Linked DNA regions of Mus musculus: region 2 is linked to region 1. Evidence: chromatin contacts called from public promoter capture Hi-C data. All regions are on one chromosome and are shown on one strand. Each heading gives the region's core, a stretch centred on a gene start, on an enhancer-like site or on the middle of the called end of the contact. The rest is flanking DNA. Distances are from core to core; before and after follow the strand shown. Region 1 holds the start of Tle7 (TLE family member 7). Region 2 overlaps Hydin (HYDIN, axonemal central pair apparatus protein).

The links. Promoter capture Hi-C pulls out the DNA fragments that hold promoters and counts their contacts.
Region 2: a contact with region 1 is called in a promoter capture Hi-C map of embryonic stem cells, with 3 times the contacts expected there. The contact joins the enhancer-like site here to the promoter of Tle7 in region 1. A contact is called at or near these places in 13 of 39 promoter capture datasets (the 3T3-L1 cell line, 3T3-L1-derived adipocytes, Sertoli cells and 7 more), 1 of 115 datasets of contacts at active chromatin or transcription factors (embryonic stem cells) and 2 of 9 other capture datasets (embryonic stem cells and liver).

The regions. Positions count from the first base shown.
Region 1 is chr8:110,098,689-110,105,979 of GRCm38.p6, reverse strand. It overlaps Tle7 (TLE family member 7), which reads right to left and starts at 4,648. Exons shown (of 10, transcript NM_001370839.1): 1 at 4,446-4,648. The coding sequence starts at 4,616.
Region 2 is chr8:110,515,795-110,523,085 of GRCm38.p6, reverse strand. Hydin (HYDIN, axonemal central pair apparatus protein) reads right to left here. Exons shown (of 87, transcript NM_172916.2): 42 at 3,785-4,005; 43 at 1-14. Among named protein-coding and RNA genes, the nearest start is that of Gm21283, 17 kb to the right of the region's middle. Within about 2 kb of position 3,170, at least 8 of the 459 cell types and tissues checked have an H3K27ac peak or open chromatin away from gene starts, as enhancers often do. A contact at or near this core is called in embryonic stem cells, where this site is marked.

The DNA of each region.
Region 1 (7,291 bases), core at 3,399-5,898:
AGGAGCCAAGTCACCGGTTCCCCTCCCTTCTCTCCAAAAGTGAGCGATCCTGCACTCAAAATACTCTCCGGCAGGGAACTCACCTCAGAAGGCAGGTCAAAGCCTAAAGGTTGGAAGTGGGATGGTAAAGACCTGGCTAGGCCTGGATCCACCCTTCTGGAAGGGTAGGGGTGATGGGCTGCCCAGCACCTGTGGTAAACAGCGGCCTAACAAAATACTGAAGCCCTGGGTGAGAACCCGGTCAGGTGCTGGATTCTGAATGGCTGGTCAATATCAGGGTGTGGCCACACTCGTGCTGAGCTCTTGTGTCTCTGGGTGGAGAATGAGGTGTGGAATCTCTCCACATATATTCAACGGATAGAGTGAGAAACTTCAGGAACATGAGCCTCTGGGTTCCAGCTGACCTATACGAGCCAGTATTGGGTCAAAAGGTACTTGCTGCCCCAGCTCTAGGTGAATGAATTCCCTCTGCTCCTGGGGCAGATCGCCAGCCACCAAGGCAACCAAACATCAGGGAGTTAGCGAAAGGAGGGGGCCATCCCCTCTCCTTCTTCCTGCTATGGCCTTACACCTGTCTTTTCTAGTTCACCACTAGAGAAGCCTTGCATTTCTGTGGCTGTCTTGTCTAGAGATTTTTAAATTTGAGCATCCTTCAGAGTTCTCTGGAGAGCTTGATGTCCCACGTCCCAGAAATTCAGATGCAAGAGGTCCGGAGCTGAGAATCTGTACTTCTCACTGGGTGCTTGGTGATGAAGATGGTGGCTTAGGAAAAATGGTTGCAGTGGCTGGAACGGTAGTGATGATGGGGATAACAGGGGTTGTTGAGATGGGGATGATGGAGATTGGTGATGTCAGGATGGGAGAAGTGATAGAGATGGGGTCAGTGATGGGGGTGGTGACAGTGACGGTAACGTGGCAGAGGTGTCAATTTAGATAATGATGCAGTGGTGATTCTAGATGATGATGGTGTTACTGTGGTAACGGTGATGGTGGTGGTAGTGGTAGCAATGGTTTCAAAACTGGTGGTAATGGTGGTGATAATATTATTGTGATAGTTTTGGTGATGTGGTGGTAGTGAAGGTGATATCAGTGGTGATGTGGTGGTGGGCATACTGATGTTAGGTGCCGCTGCTGCTGTTGGTTAGAGCACCATGTCTGAGATGCTCTACACATCCTACACAGCTCTTCTGCCCCCTGGTTCCTTCCCACAGAAGGACAGTTGCTGGTGAGTTGGACACTCCTACTCTCCTGCCCTCATCTGTCCCATGCCTGTCCTCTCACCTTACCAAACTCTCTACTCTGATTTCCTTTCCATCCCTTGACTTTCTTCTTTTGAAGCAAAAAATCTTGCAATAGCTGCTGTGTAGAAATCTTTTACCTCCCATCTCCAAAACCCTGTCCCTTCCCCTCTCTCCTCTTCTGGCCCCCAAGACGTTTGAAGCCTGGTGTTTAAGACTCCAGTATATCAGCTCTCCTCTTATTTGCTCCCTGTTCCTGCCATACCCGACCCTCAGTACGTTTCTAGGCAGCACGTTCTCACGCTGGGGCTTTGGCTCCTGCTTGTCCCTTATCTAGGAATGATGTTCCCCGGTCACTTGTAATCATACAGATGCATTGATGCTCCTGTGCACTGAGCCGAGACCAGGCCAAAGCCAAGCCTACATCCTTGAGGAACTCCTGAATAACAGAGGAGACAGTGCCTGTGGTCATTGCAGCCCTTGGAGGAAAGAACTTCTCAAAGGGATCACTGGGTTTCTTGTAAAGTGGTTAGCAGTTTATTACAGCCCGCTGTGTAAACTACCCAGGAGGGAACTTCACATAAATCCCTGTCCTGACACAATCCCTCTTTCGGTAAATACCTCTTTAATGATTCTCACAGAAAATACACAGTGAAGGACACAGGGCCTGTGCTCTGTCCCTAATTTGGAACCATAGGATTAATTGGAGGTGAGGGGTAGAATCCCACAGATTCTTGTCCAAAACCAGAATACAAATCCAAGCCCAGGTGGCTATTTTTAATGTTGCAAGAAGTATTAAATATGAGTAATTTTCTATCAAATACTATAAAACTTGTGTTTAGGATAAGAAACTCAAATCTTTTTCAGCTTGTTTTGTTTCTTTGAGACAGAATCTCACTGTGTAGCTCTGGTTGGCCTGGCTGACCTTGAACTCAAGAGATCCACTTGCCTCAATGTACTGAGTGCTGGGATTAAAAATGGGTGCCCACCATGCCTGGCTATAGTTATATTTCTTTTTGAAAGCCATCTGGATGATTCTCAACTTGTGAGACAAGGCCTCCCCGTGTAGCCTTGGTGGGTCCAGAATTTCTTAAGTAGACCAAGCTGCCTTTGAACTCATTGAGATCCACTTGCCTCTGCCTGCTGAGTGCTGGAATTAAAAGTTCATCTCCAGTACCTTCTAAGACTTTTATGCCAATGTTTTGACATTTATTTACTTGCCATCTGGCACCACTGATGCTCTCACTGATCTTGGGGGTCACGCCCACACCCCTCATTATCCAAGCAAGCTAATTCCTACTACAGAAACAGAAGTTTGATTACATCGCCTCCGGTCTTAGGAAAGCCGTTTCTTATTAGCTTCATTTTCAGATGGGGAAGCTGAGGCCCAGGCTGGTAACATGTAATGATGTAAATGTTCTAAAACTGGAAAATTATGGTAGTTGTTCAATGCTGTGACATCACCGAATTGTACATTTTATAGAGTTAAAATGGTGGATTTTGTGTTGGTATTTGTGTGCATTTTTTTCAAGGGGAAAAAAAAAGCAATGAGTTAAAGGCCTGAAAGTCCCAGTGCCATGAGCCTCCTTCCTCTCCATCCAGTGAACTCCAGGTACTTTGGCCTTGGTTTCTTGCCTTTACAACCCTAGAAGGGCCAGTCAGCTGTAGATGTCCCCTTGCCCAGGGAATACAGTCAAATGATGTCCGTGGAAGCTAAGGTGTACCCCAGCTGGTGGGTTAACCCCTAGGTGGTACCAGAACCAAGAACACTGGCCTGCAGATCTTTATTTGAGGCTATGCCTGAGTGTGAACAAGTATGAAGCAGCTCAAATCTAATTTCCACCCATAAGGCCCTTGGGGTTCCTAGGTAGTTCACTAGAGAGCTATGCTCAGAGCACTGACCCCACCCCACCCCACCCCTACCCCTCTTCAGTCTCCCAGTGCAGGTGCTTCTCTTTCAACAAAGTGCTCCAGAGAGAGTCACCTAGACATTTGTTGATGAAAACGTATAAAGGAGAAAATTCACAGGTACCAAACACTTCCTGCCTTCCTCATACAGTGCGGGACATCTGCAGTTCCAAGTCCAAAGAGCAGAGGGCGGTAAAGAGTAGGCTGAGGTCACAGAATCGGGGGTGGGGGGGGGGGGGGTCGGGGAGGAGACACAAAAGAGAGGTGACTTTTGCTCTGAGCAGTGTACAATAGGGTCCTTCCAGAAGGAAGGGACGGCAATGGGCCAGGTCCCTTCTCACTATTCATCTCCTCCATATTCATCTGGTCCTTTGATGTCACTGGGGAACTTTCAATTCTCCAAGCCTTATCGGGCCTCCTTTCAGACAAGCGTGATGATGGTGATCGCCTCTCACACAAGGCGCTCTCCTTTCCCACCCGGAGGCTGAACACTTACATTCCGAATCCTACAGTCCAGTTTCTGTCCAGAATTCTCCGTTTTCTTCCTAGGGAGCTTTGAGCTAAGCCTTGAATTGTCACTATCAGGGTCTTGGGGGCGACATGCCTCACCGCAGCCCTTCTCCTGAGCTCCTCTGACTGGGAGCTGGTTCATCACTAGACTGCTAGCCCTCTTTAAAGAGGACGCGGTGGGCTAACCAGTGCGCTCCCGTCGGACACCCCTGCAGCCCTCTAGTCTCCGCCATCTCTTCAGGCTCCCCTAGGAGACGCTGGGGACATTTTCCCACCAGCACCTCAGCCCCAGCTGCTGTGGGGTCCTGGATTTGAGGCAGCTGGCGAAGGGCTTCTCCTCAGGTTCCGAGCAGAGAAAGAGCCTTCGTGTGGCCGAGGGGACCCAGTGGCCTCACGCTGGTGACATGGCAACTATTTGTTTCCCGCCTTGCTGGAAGCGGCCAGGCGAGTTGCTCCACTAGGAGGCAGCAGGAGCGAAAGAGGATTCCTAAATGGCTGCTTTGCCGGCCCTCCTCCCTATGCAGGTCACCCCCAGACCCACATGTAGCGCTCATGTCCCTGTCCCCTTGCACCAGACGCCAGCTGCAGGCCCAGACAGCCCTGCACGAGGCCCCCACTCTGAGAATGGCGTGGGAGGGGGGATCTGTGCAGCTGGGTGCATGAAGCTCGGGCCTGTGCTGGGAGGAGCCCTCGGAGGCCATGCCCTGGTGACAAATGGGTGGTCCCACCCTGGGTGAGGGAAAGACAGGAGGACACACAGGGATTGACAGCGACAGACTAGTCTCTTACCGTGACTGGTTGCGAGTCTCTGCTGGGGGGACCCGGGGGCCGCCACAGGAGACACTTGGCGCAGTGTGCAGTTGAGGGAGGCTTCCTGGAGGCTGGGCTTGGACGGAGGGTGGGTGGGATTTCCGCGGCCGATAGGGGGTGGGAGCCACACCTCAAGAACATGTCAGCCATTTGAAGACCCGCCCTGCTATGGTAGATGAAACTGGAGCAGGAAGGAGGCAGACGAAAGAGTAGGCCGATGACCCCAGCGCCTTCCCAACTGGTCCAGGCCTCAGCACGGAGCCGCCCCCACCCCCACCCCTATCCTCCCGGGAGGCCTGGAAGGTGCTCTACCTGAGCTGTAGTGTGTGGAACTAAAGGAAACTGGGTCCTTGCCCAACCCAATGGCTGCGTGCTTAGCCCCCCCCCCGCACCCCCCCCCCAAAAAAAAGGCCAAGATCAGCTCCTCTCCCGTCGTCCGATTCTTGACTAAGCGGAAGGGGCTGGCAGGCATTCTGGAACAGAACTGAATGCTCTTCGCTTTCTGGTCAGGCAGGACAACAGACCAAAGTGGGAAAGTGGTCTGGAGGGTGGGGAGATTTCAGAGGCAGAAAGGCTGGAGAAGGTCTTCCCAGATGCCCCCTCTCAGACTCAGGTATACCCAGACATTTTCTGGGGGGTGACGGGTTTTGGACGGGAGGGTCCCCTCCACTCCTGGGACAGATGTACTGATCCCTACAGAAGGAGAAAAGATTGTAACAGGTGCCCATCTGGGTTTAGAGCTGCAGGTGAGAAATGTTACAGTGTAGAAAAAGAAAAAAGTCTTTGAGCCAAGGCTCCTCCTTTGTCACTGTAAGGCATCTCCTGGACCTGGGCAGCTGTGGCTGGGGTACTCTGTCTGGTGAGGAGGCTCAGTAGAGGTTTGGCAGGTGTCAAATAGCTTTCTTCACCTGCCGGTCTTAGGGGGTCTGAGCAGAGAGGTGAGTCCTGGACAGTAACAATCCTGCAGGGAGGGGGGAAAATAACCACTGGCCATCAAAGCACAGCCTTCTGGAGGCCCTGGGTCAGCCACGTCCTCATACTGGCCAAGACTCTGAGGCAGAGTTTACACAGGTGCCCACTGGTGGCAGATCTGGAACGTCAGACCTTCTGACTTAAGTGCTCTTGGATTCGAGCCTCGATAGTACATCTGCGTTGAGGGAGCAGAAAGCACATCTTGGGGTCCACGGCTGTGAGCTAAAGACGGGTGGAGTACTCCCTGGCCATCTGTTGTGAGACAGACTGTTTCCTGTGGACCTAGCGCCACTCCTGCCTTTAGGGTGTTCAGGCATGGTCTAGCACCAGGCCAGAGAGAAAGGACCAAGCAAAGCTTGTTCAGGTAGGTGGGTTCACAGGAGGTTGGGGGAGATGGGAAGAGAAAGAAGCCTTCTCTAAATGGTTTTCGGTGTTACAGCTTTCTTTATTCGGGGGTAACAAGGGCTATATAAGCCTTGGGGAGTGGGTAGGGGTCTTGTGGGTGAGTGTACATTAGTGGCTCGTGCTGGGTGCTGGGGATGATTTCTTTGCATGAAGAGGAATTCCAGGTGCTTGCTGGAAAAGCCCTTGTAGGAAGAGAGGGAATTAAACCTGTAATTTAACCATCAGGCTACACGACTACCTTAGAGGTTGTGAAGGTGGGGGTCACAGGGCTACGTGCCCCAGGGCATGCAGGCCCAGAACAAGGAGAAGGTGATCTTTCTTCCCGCCAGTCTCAAGATGAGATTTTCGGGGTTTGGACAAGCCTAGACCTTACTCTTGCTCCTGACCTGTTCCCCACCACCCCCCAGCCACAATTGTCCCACAGTTTCCTGGGGAGATTCAACATACACAAGATAGAGGGCCCAAGGTAGACCAGAGTATGAATCCCACCAAAGTTCAATTTGGTGAGCCAGTGAGTTTTATTGGGGTTGCTTACAGAAATATGGGTGAAGGGTTACTTACAGGAGCAGAAATGACTCAAAGACAGCTGCATCACCTGCCCCAGTATCGGTCGCAGCTCATAAAGCTGAGAAACTGGAACACACTGCACAACCTGCAGACAGCTCAACAGAGAGAGTGTCCCCTTCCGGGTACCTCTGTGGTTCTTAGCCTCTTCCAGACAGCTTAGTTTGTTTCTGCTTCTTCCAGGCAGCTGGTCTGGTCTAGGAACCTTCTTCGGAGCTCAGCTTCCTTCTGACTAAAGGGGGCTCTCATCTTTTATTGCTTACTCAGGCAGGGAGAGGCCTAGTGAGTCTGATCAGTTTTAGGGACTTCCTGCTTAAGGAGCTTCCCACAGGATCTGACCTCTCCCCTGCCTGGGATTAGATACAAGTGAGCTGAGTGACAAGAGGGTGTCCCATATATCCCTGGACCTCGGCTTCTCCATAAATAAATGGAGGACCTGGACCCATGGCTAGAGACTTCTCTGGATCTCATAGAGTATGGTTTGCAACTACTCAGGCCAGCACCACACATGGCCAAGAGAAGGAATGGGTTCTTCTCCTTTCTCTCTCCGAGGCATGACGGAGGAGGCAAGGCTTGCCTCTCTCTATGCTTAGCTCCCAGGAGTGCCAGGAGAGGGTCAATTTATACAACGGCATCCCTGGGACACTCCACTGAGGTCCTATACATGCCACCAGCTGATAAGGATGGCTTCTTTGAAGTGCTCAGTGCAGTACACCTGGCCAATACTGATGGCTAAATTTGTAAGGGCCAAAAAGGCAAGCTTTGGGGGCTATGATGTGTATTACTCATGTATTATGAATGCCCCTGGGAGTCTGTGGGAGAGGGATCTGAGGAGGACATTGTCAATGGCAGAGTTTGTGTGCATACCTTTCTGTCATTAGGAG
Region 2 (7,291 bases), core at 1,921-4,420, 420 kb before region 1:
GGGCTAGAGGAGATCTGATGAGTGGGAGAAGGGCAGGAAGTCAAAAGCCAGCCTTATGTCTCAACAACTATACATACAGGCAATGTAGCCTACACACACACACACACACACACACACACACACACAAAATAATAATAATAATAATAATAACAATAACAATAATAATAATAATAATACCACAAAACTCTTGCAGGCTCCTTAAATAATGAGGACTATATTTCAAATGGCATGATTCCCTACTTCTCTTGAAAGGAAATAAAACTTGAGACATGTGATTCATGTAATTTATGTCAAATAGCCTAAAGAGTTGTTTGTGAGCTTTGAAACCTGGGCCTGAGAACATAGAAGAACAGGTCAGGACATGCCTGGGCAGGCCCATCGTTACATGTCCTGACTGGCCTAGTGCCTCCCTATCTCCTGCCCTTCTAACAGTCTGTTGATGTTTAAATGGACCAATCATGTGAAACCGCGCCAATTCCTCCCCCAGTCCCACCCCTTTTCTATAAAAACCCCTAGCTTCCAATACTCGTGGTCAAAACCACTGTCTCCTGCGTGAGATACGTTTCGACCCAGAGCTCTGCCATTATGGCTCCACCATGTGGTCGACACCTCTGTCTCCTGCAGGAGATATGTGTCGGCCCGGAGCTCTGTCATTAAACTCTGTCATTAAACTCTGTCATTAAATTCATGCTTTTACATCAAGATGGTCGTCTGTTCATGATTCTTGGGTGCACGCCGAACGGAAATTGAGTGGGGGTTTCCCCACTAGGTTCTTTCACTCTCAGGAATGGTGGTAGCTTCAAGCAGGGATACTGTGGGAGGTTCTCTGTATGTGTCCTGACCTGTATTTGACTGCCCATTCACCCAACAGATATTTACTGAGTTCCCATCATGCACCAGGCCCTCCTTGTGGACTAGGTAGGCATCCAACAACAAACAGGACCAGCAATTGATGCTGCCTCCACGGCTCTTACCACTCTCACGGGAGACACAGAAACTGAGCGCATTACCCAGGAACCGGTAATATTCACGGCAGGGAGGCGTGTGGTGGGGAAGTGAGAGGGCAAGGGAATGACGGGGCAGTGAAGGGGTGGAGAATCACGGGAGGATCATATAAGCTTGGAACCATGGCAGACTGAGACAAGAACTTGAGAACTGTCTCTGTGAGGGAGCTGCGTGCGTGAGCTGATTTGGGAGCACACGGGAGTTCAGCGTGTATGGAATCTGGTAAGCAATGGTGGTGGTGGAATATTGGAAGGCAGGTGGATGTCTGGATGGGACTGGTGAAGGAGATCAGGGGCGACTGAGACAGAGGAAGTGGTCCTTGGAGGAAACAGAGAAGGGGATCTGAAGAGTGAGTTAGGAGCTGGAGGGGGCATGGTGGTGCACGCCTTTAATCCCAGCACTCGGGAGGCAGAGGCAGGTGGATTTTTGAGTTTGAGGCCAGCCTGGTCTACAAAGTGAGGTCCAAGACAGCCAGGGCTATACAGAGAAACCCTGTCTGGAAAAACCAAAAACCCAAAAAACCAAAAAACCAAAAAAAAAAAAAAAAAAAAAAAAAAGGAGGGCAAGGACCATGGATTTAACCCCTGAATTGAATAAGAGGGAGAGGGATGGGAACCAGTGCACATGTATAGATGGGTAGAGTGATCAGCTCAGAATCTGTCTCCAATTCATTTGGGTCTTGTCATGTTGAGCAGTGCAGGGTTGTGTGTGCTTTTGTGTGAGCTCGTGCACATGTATACATGTGGTATACAGGTTCTGATTTCTACTCTGACTTCTTTTAGGGTTACTGTTTACTGAGAGAGAGAGAGAGAGAGAGAGAGAGAGAGAGAGAGAGAGAGAGAGCTAGAGTCAGAACTGGGATTTTCTGCTGTCCCCAAAACATTCTAAAAGTCTTTACTTCTAGATTGATAGAAGGAAAACAAGCAAAACTTACCATGATGCCCTATTTTTAACAAATACGAGCATCGGTGTAAAGAATGTCATAGCTCTCAGGGAAGAGGGTTAAAGGCTGGGGCTCCCAAAGAAAACGAGCCAGGGGCTCCAGCTCACAAGGTACTATGAACACAAAACGCACTTATAGGGGAGGTGCAGATAAAAGACCTTGTTGGGCACCAGTTTAGCCCCTGAGATGCTCCGTCCACCTGTAGGTGTCTTCTCCAGGGCGGACATTGCTCCATTCACCTGTCCCATCTATATTCTGGTCTCCATTCCTGTTAGGAGCTAAATCTTTACTTAACCTGCATTCCTAATTTAATGCTCGGCTTTCTTTTTATGAAGTTCTATGAGCCTGTTGTATCTCCTCTCTATAAGGATCTTCAGCTATCTCTGTCCACCTTAGATACCTACTATGAAACACCTGGTGCCTAGGCAGCGTGATTCCAAGACTGAGGGTCTGAAGACCCTCAGATCTTCCCGTTCCCCCTCCATGTCCTCTAATTCTTTCTTTACTTTGGCTGGCCTCCTCTTACTGACGCCACCTGAACTGCCTTGTACCTAGTTCTGAGCATACCCTTCCTCTGCTCCAACGACAACTTCTTGTTTCTCTGTCTCTGAATGAGGCCTGCCAGGGGCCACTTGGGGGAACTAGTAAAACTGTGAACTTGAGGTTCTAGTCTTAGTTGGGCCGTCGGCATTCTCAACTCTCTCTTTATGCAGCACCAGTTTCGGGTCCCGTTGTGACAGTGGAGATATTTGTGTTCTACCAGTCCCCTGTAGGGAAGGCAGCCTCTAACCCCAAACTCCTCACTGCCTCCTATAAAAGACCATACCTCCTATACACATACATACAAGAGTGATAGGGTAAGATTTCCCCAACTTCCACCCTCCATCTCACATCTCCTATCCTTAGCTGTATCTTTTTCTTCTTTTGAACCTTTATGGATCCCAGAGGGAGTTATCTTTTAACTGATCAACCCTTTTCCTTTTCTCTTGGGATCTCATCTCTTCCTGTGTGGACCTTACATTTTGCAAGAGTACCATCCACCCATGCTTCCTGCTCTTTAAGAAGACGATAATATGGTCTATTCTGAGCAGAACACGTGGCTTGGGAACATAGACGTTACCATGGGTGACAAGTCCCCTGGGGCTGCATTCATTTCAGGCCTGCTTCCTACTTTTGCCTTTGTTTCTCTCCCAGTGACCACACACTTGACCTTGGGCGTGGTCCCTGGCAAGTCCTTCCAGCCCTTCCGCTCACATCTCAAGGGCTGATACTCACTGGCCCTCACTCTCTACCCACTGCTCATTCCTTGATTTCATTGGATGTCTCTGCCTTTAGCACGGCGTTTTTGCCAAGATGGCAGTTTACATTCCCCAGCATGTGGCTGGGGCCAAATGACTTCTTTATGACCTACACCGACTTTCCCTACAGCCCAGCACCACTTATTTTAATAGGACAATCCTTTATGTTCCTCTTGTACTGTTTGAGTCATAGGAGATTATTATTATTATTATTATGAGATTCTAAAAGGTTCAACCGAATTTCTCTTGTGGCTATCTCCTGTCACCGTTTTGCTCCAGGCAATTTGTGAGCATGATCGGCTTCCTCGTCGACTCGCCACTACTGCGGCTTGAGTGGGAGACCTTCCTTTTGTCACTGTCATCCCTCTGGGATCCAGTGCGGTGCCAGTAATAGAATAGTGCTTACTGGGTACCAGGTGGCTGTGTACTAGTTTCTGAAGGAGTGGTGTAGGGCAGCCACGGGGTGCTGGCCTGGCCGCAGGATGCTGTGAAGGGGGAGGAAGGATTCCCAACCCTCTTTCCAGGGATCCCTGCGTACCTGTACCTGCGGTGTTTCGGATTGGTGCTGGTGATGCTGCTTCTGAGACCCAGTAAAGTGGCTGTCCGCCTTGCCTTTGGGGAGCATCACACTCCCGCGCACGGTCTTCGGAACTTTGTATTCCTGGGTTATTAGAGTGAGCTCTGAGGTAAACCTGCCCAAGTTCTCAGTGCTTAGTCGTGCTGGTACCACAGTATTTTGGGTCATTGAAGACTCATGAGCTGCTGGAAGAAGGTGGGGTTTCAGTAAAAGTCACCATATGAAGGAAAGGACAGTGGGGGACAATACACTGCAGCCTATGTTACTCTCTTACAGAATACTGAGCAATCTTCATATACAGCTGACTGACCTGGGCGGGAAGAAGAGGCTCCACCCACTGAGTATCAGAGGATGGCTCCCCTGGGGTCCTGAGCTCTTTTGTGCCTGCATCAGTTACTTTTAATTTTTAATAGTTGTGATAAAATACTATGACCAAAGGCAATTTTATAGACTTTTAGTTTTTATTTTGGTCCCTACCAACTGGGACCAAATATTCAAATATTTGAGCTGTGTGTGTGTGTGTGTGTGTGTGTGTGTGTGTGTGTGTTAGGTCATTTCTCATTCAAACTACCATATTGCCCATCTTTTCTATAGCTCTTATAACCGTCTGTGCCCATTTTCTTTCTTGGCCCAGAAGCCAAGGGTTTCTTAAGTTGCGTGTGCACTAAGGCCTTGCCTTGACAATCTGACCCTTAACCTTCTGAGCTTTTGGGCAGTGGTAAGGTCGAGGAGCAGATAGGGCAGAGTTTTTTCTGCCCTCAGCAGAACCAACTCTAATGAAGAATGAATTAAACAAGAAGTATGTGGTTATTAGCAAATGGGACCTTCACTCATGCAGTTATTTTCTCCGTTTTGTTCCTGATTCTCCTTCCAAGCAGACTGCTACCTTCTCAGCTCCCTCTTGAAATAACCCACTTTCTAAAATTTCAGTTAAAATCTACTTAGATAAGCACTTGCTAGAGTGCCTTTGTGCCAGCCCTGAGCCTCAGAGTCGTCTTATGGCCCCCTTGCTTGACATATTTGCCCTGTCTCATTGTGCCCCCTGGGATTCTGACTTCAAAGATGGGCTGGGCACCCCTGAAGGAGACCAGGGGTGGAGGACACATTCTTTGTCTCATAAGCCAAGCAACATCAGTGGTCCTCTAGGTCTCGGGGAGACTCGGCCTCAATGCTCCTGCCAATCATCTCAGCGTATAACTCTCCAGGGCTCCCTCATAGCTACAGTTCCCCGCTGGCTTATCGTTTCCTGCAATTCCCTTCTCCCCTCTCCCAGTATTTGGGGCTATGTACAGAAAAGCCACACTGCACCTGCTGGAGGACTAGGGACGCCTAACTCCCTAGTGGAAAAAGTCACAGCTGAGTTCTACAGCAGTTATGAAGGGTGCTAGTCTTCTAACTTACCAGACTCTCCACCAGGCCCCTCACCAGGCCCAACATCTCTGCTTTGCTCCCCTCAGCTTCCTCAGAAGCACTGGCCACTAGCATCTCCCCTCAGTCTCGACCATTTTTCACTATGGACTCTGGCTCTCCTGCCTGCTCTGTGATCCACTGATCATACAGTCTCTTTACAGTGTCCATGAGCCTCTAGCTGTTTCTCTTCTGTCACACCCTCCATATTTCAATAAGAGCAGCTAGACACAACCATAACAAAAGTTTTCATTTGAATACATAACTTCCTTCTTTTTTTCCTTTCTTCCTCTGTTTTCCTTTCTTCTTTCTTTCGTCATTGTCCCTCTTCTGTGCCCTGTCATCATTTTGCCCCGTCCCCTTCGCTGCTCAATTTTTCTGAACAATGATCCAAACCACTGCTGTCACAATGATGTATGTAATTTAAAAAAATTTCCAGTAGCACATAAAAATAAAATAAAATCAACTACAGTGGTATATTTTATATAACCTATTACATGAGGATGGATAGGTCAATAGCTAAGCCAAGCATAAAAACTGTGAAATAGATAAATAGCACAAAATGAAATAAAGTGAGAACAGTATGTTTACTAGAGCAAAGGAGGGCAAGGAGGGCAGAGGCCATGGAAGCCTCACCTCTCTCCCCTTTCTCTCTCCTCTTCCCTACTACCGGCCCTGCTGAGTGTCTTCCTTTGGGGCCCTACCCGCATCTAACTGTCCTCCGACTTCTCTTCCAGTTCTTCCTGCTAACATGCAAGTCTTCTCGAGGGAGTTCCCCTCTTCTCTGGGACAACTGCATCTCTGCAGTGTCTGCAGCTCCCACTTCACTGATGGACTCCCCAAGGCCTGCCTTCAGCTTGATGGTACTCAGTTCAGAGGCTCAAATCTATCATTTCTAACAGGATGCTAACATGATGGCGTGGACCACTGGGATGCTAACACAATGGCATAGACTACTGGGATGCTAATAAGATGGAAAGAATCACTGGGAGGCTAACATGATGGCATGACCACTGGGATGCTTAACACAGTGGCAAGTATCACTGCAATACTAACATGATGGCATGGACCACTGGGATGCTAACACAATGGCATGGATCACTGGGAGGCTAACATGATGGCATGACCACTGGGATGCTAACACAATGGCATAGACTATTGGGATGCTAATATGATGGAAAGAATCACTAGGAGGCTAACATGATGGCATGACCACTGGAATGCTAACACAATGGCATGGACCACCAGTTTATTAGATACAGGAGCACATTTAAGAGAGAGTTATGATATTGTCTGGGATTTCCCCCAAGGAACCATTTCTCTTATCTATCCAGTAAAGAACCTTGTGTTCCATGAGCATCCCAAGCGGAGGAATTGAGAGTTGATCAACTAGCAGGTGTGGGGTGCTGTCAGGAACTGTGTCATGTTGTTAGGACTGTTCACAGAGAGAGGATCCAGCTCTAGTCAGATCCCCTGCTTTGAACCCTTGTGTCTCCGTTCTCCTGATCCATGGTCCTCAGATGACTGGATGAAGCCAGAATTCTTGGCTTGTACTAGGAAGACCATACCAGGCTTCTCTATGCTGAGATCCAAAAGTTCAACCCATCTTCTTATGCTTCCTCCTCCCAGGATTCTTTGCAGGGTAAATGACGTCACTCTCCTCGTTTCTGTGGCTAGAGGTCTCTGTGCTTATCCCTGAGTGTCCCTGCTCAGTCCTCCATCATGTATGTAACACAGAGCGAGCTGGACCAAGGCCATTTTTTCCTGCTTTTCTATTCCCTTTACATTATGAGAGTTACTTTTCTACTGTTGCTTTTGGACATCCAGGAGACAGACCACAGTCACCCCCAACTCTTTTTATTCAATAGAATGAAAATCAAAGCTTATTACAATTGATCTGTTTATACAACCAGCCTTTCCACCTCTGATTTACTATCAACCTCTGTGATTTCTTGGTCTTGCCCTTGTCTCTAGTTTGCATGTTAATATTTTCCCAATCTTCAAAGTCCATTTCCGTGAAGACTTCCCCAAATCACCTGTGCTGGAACCTTCTAGTTCCAA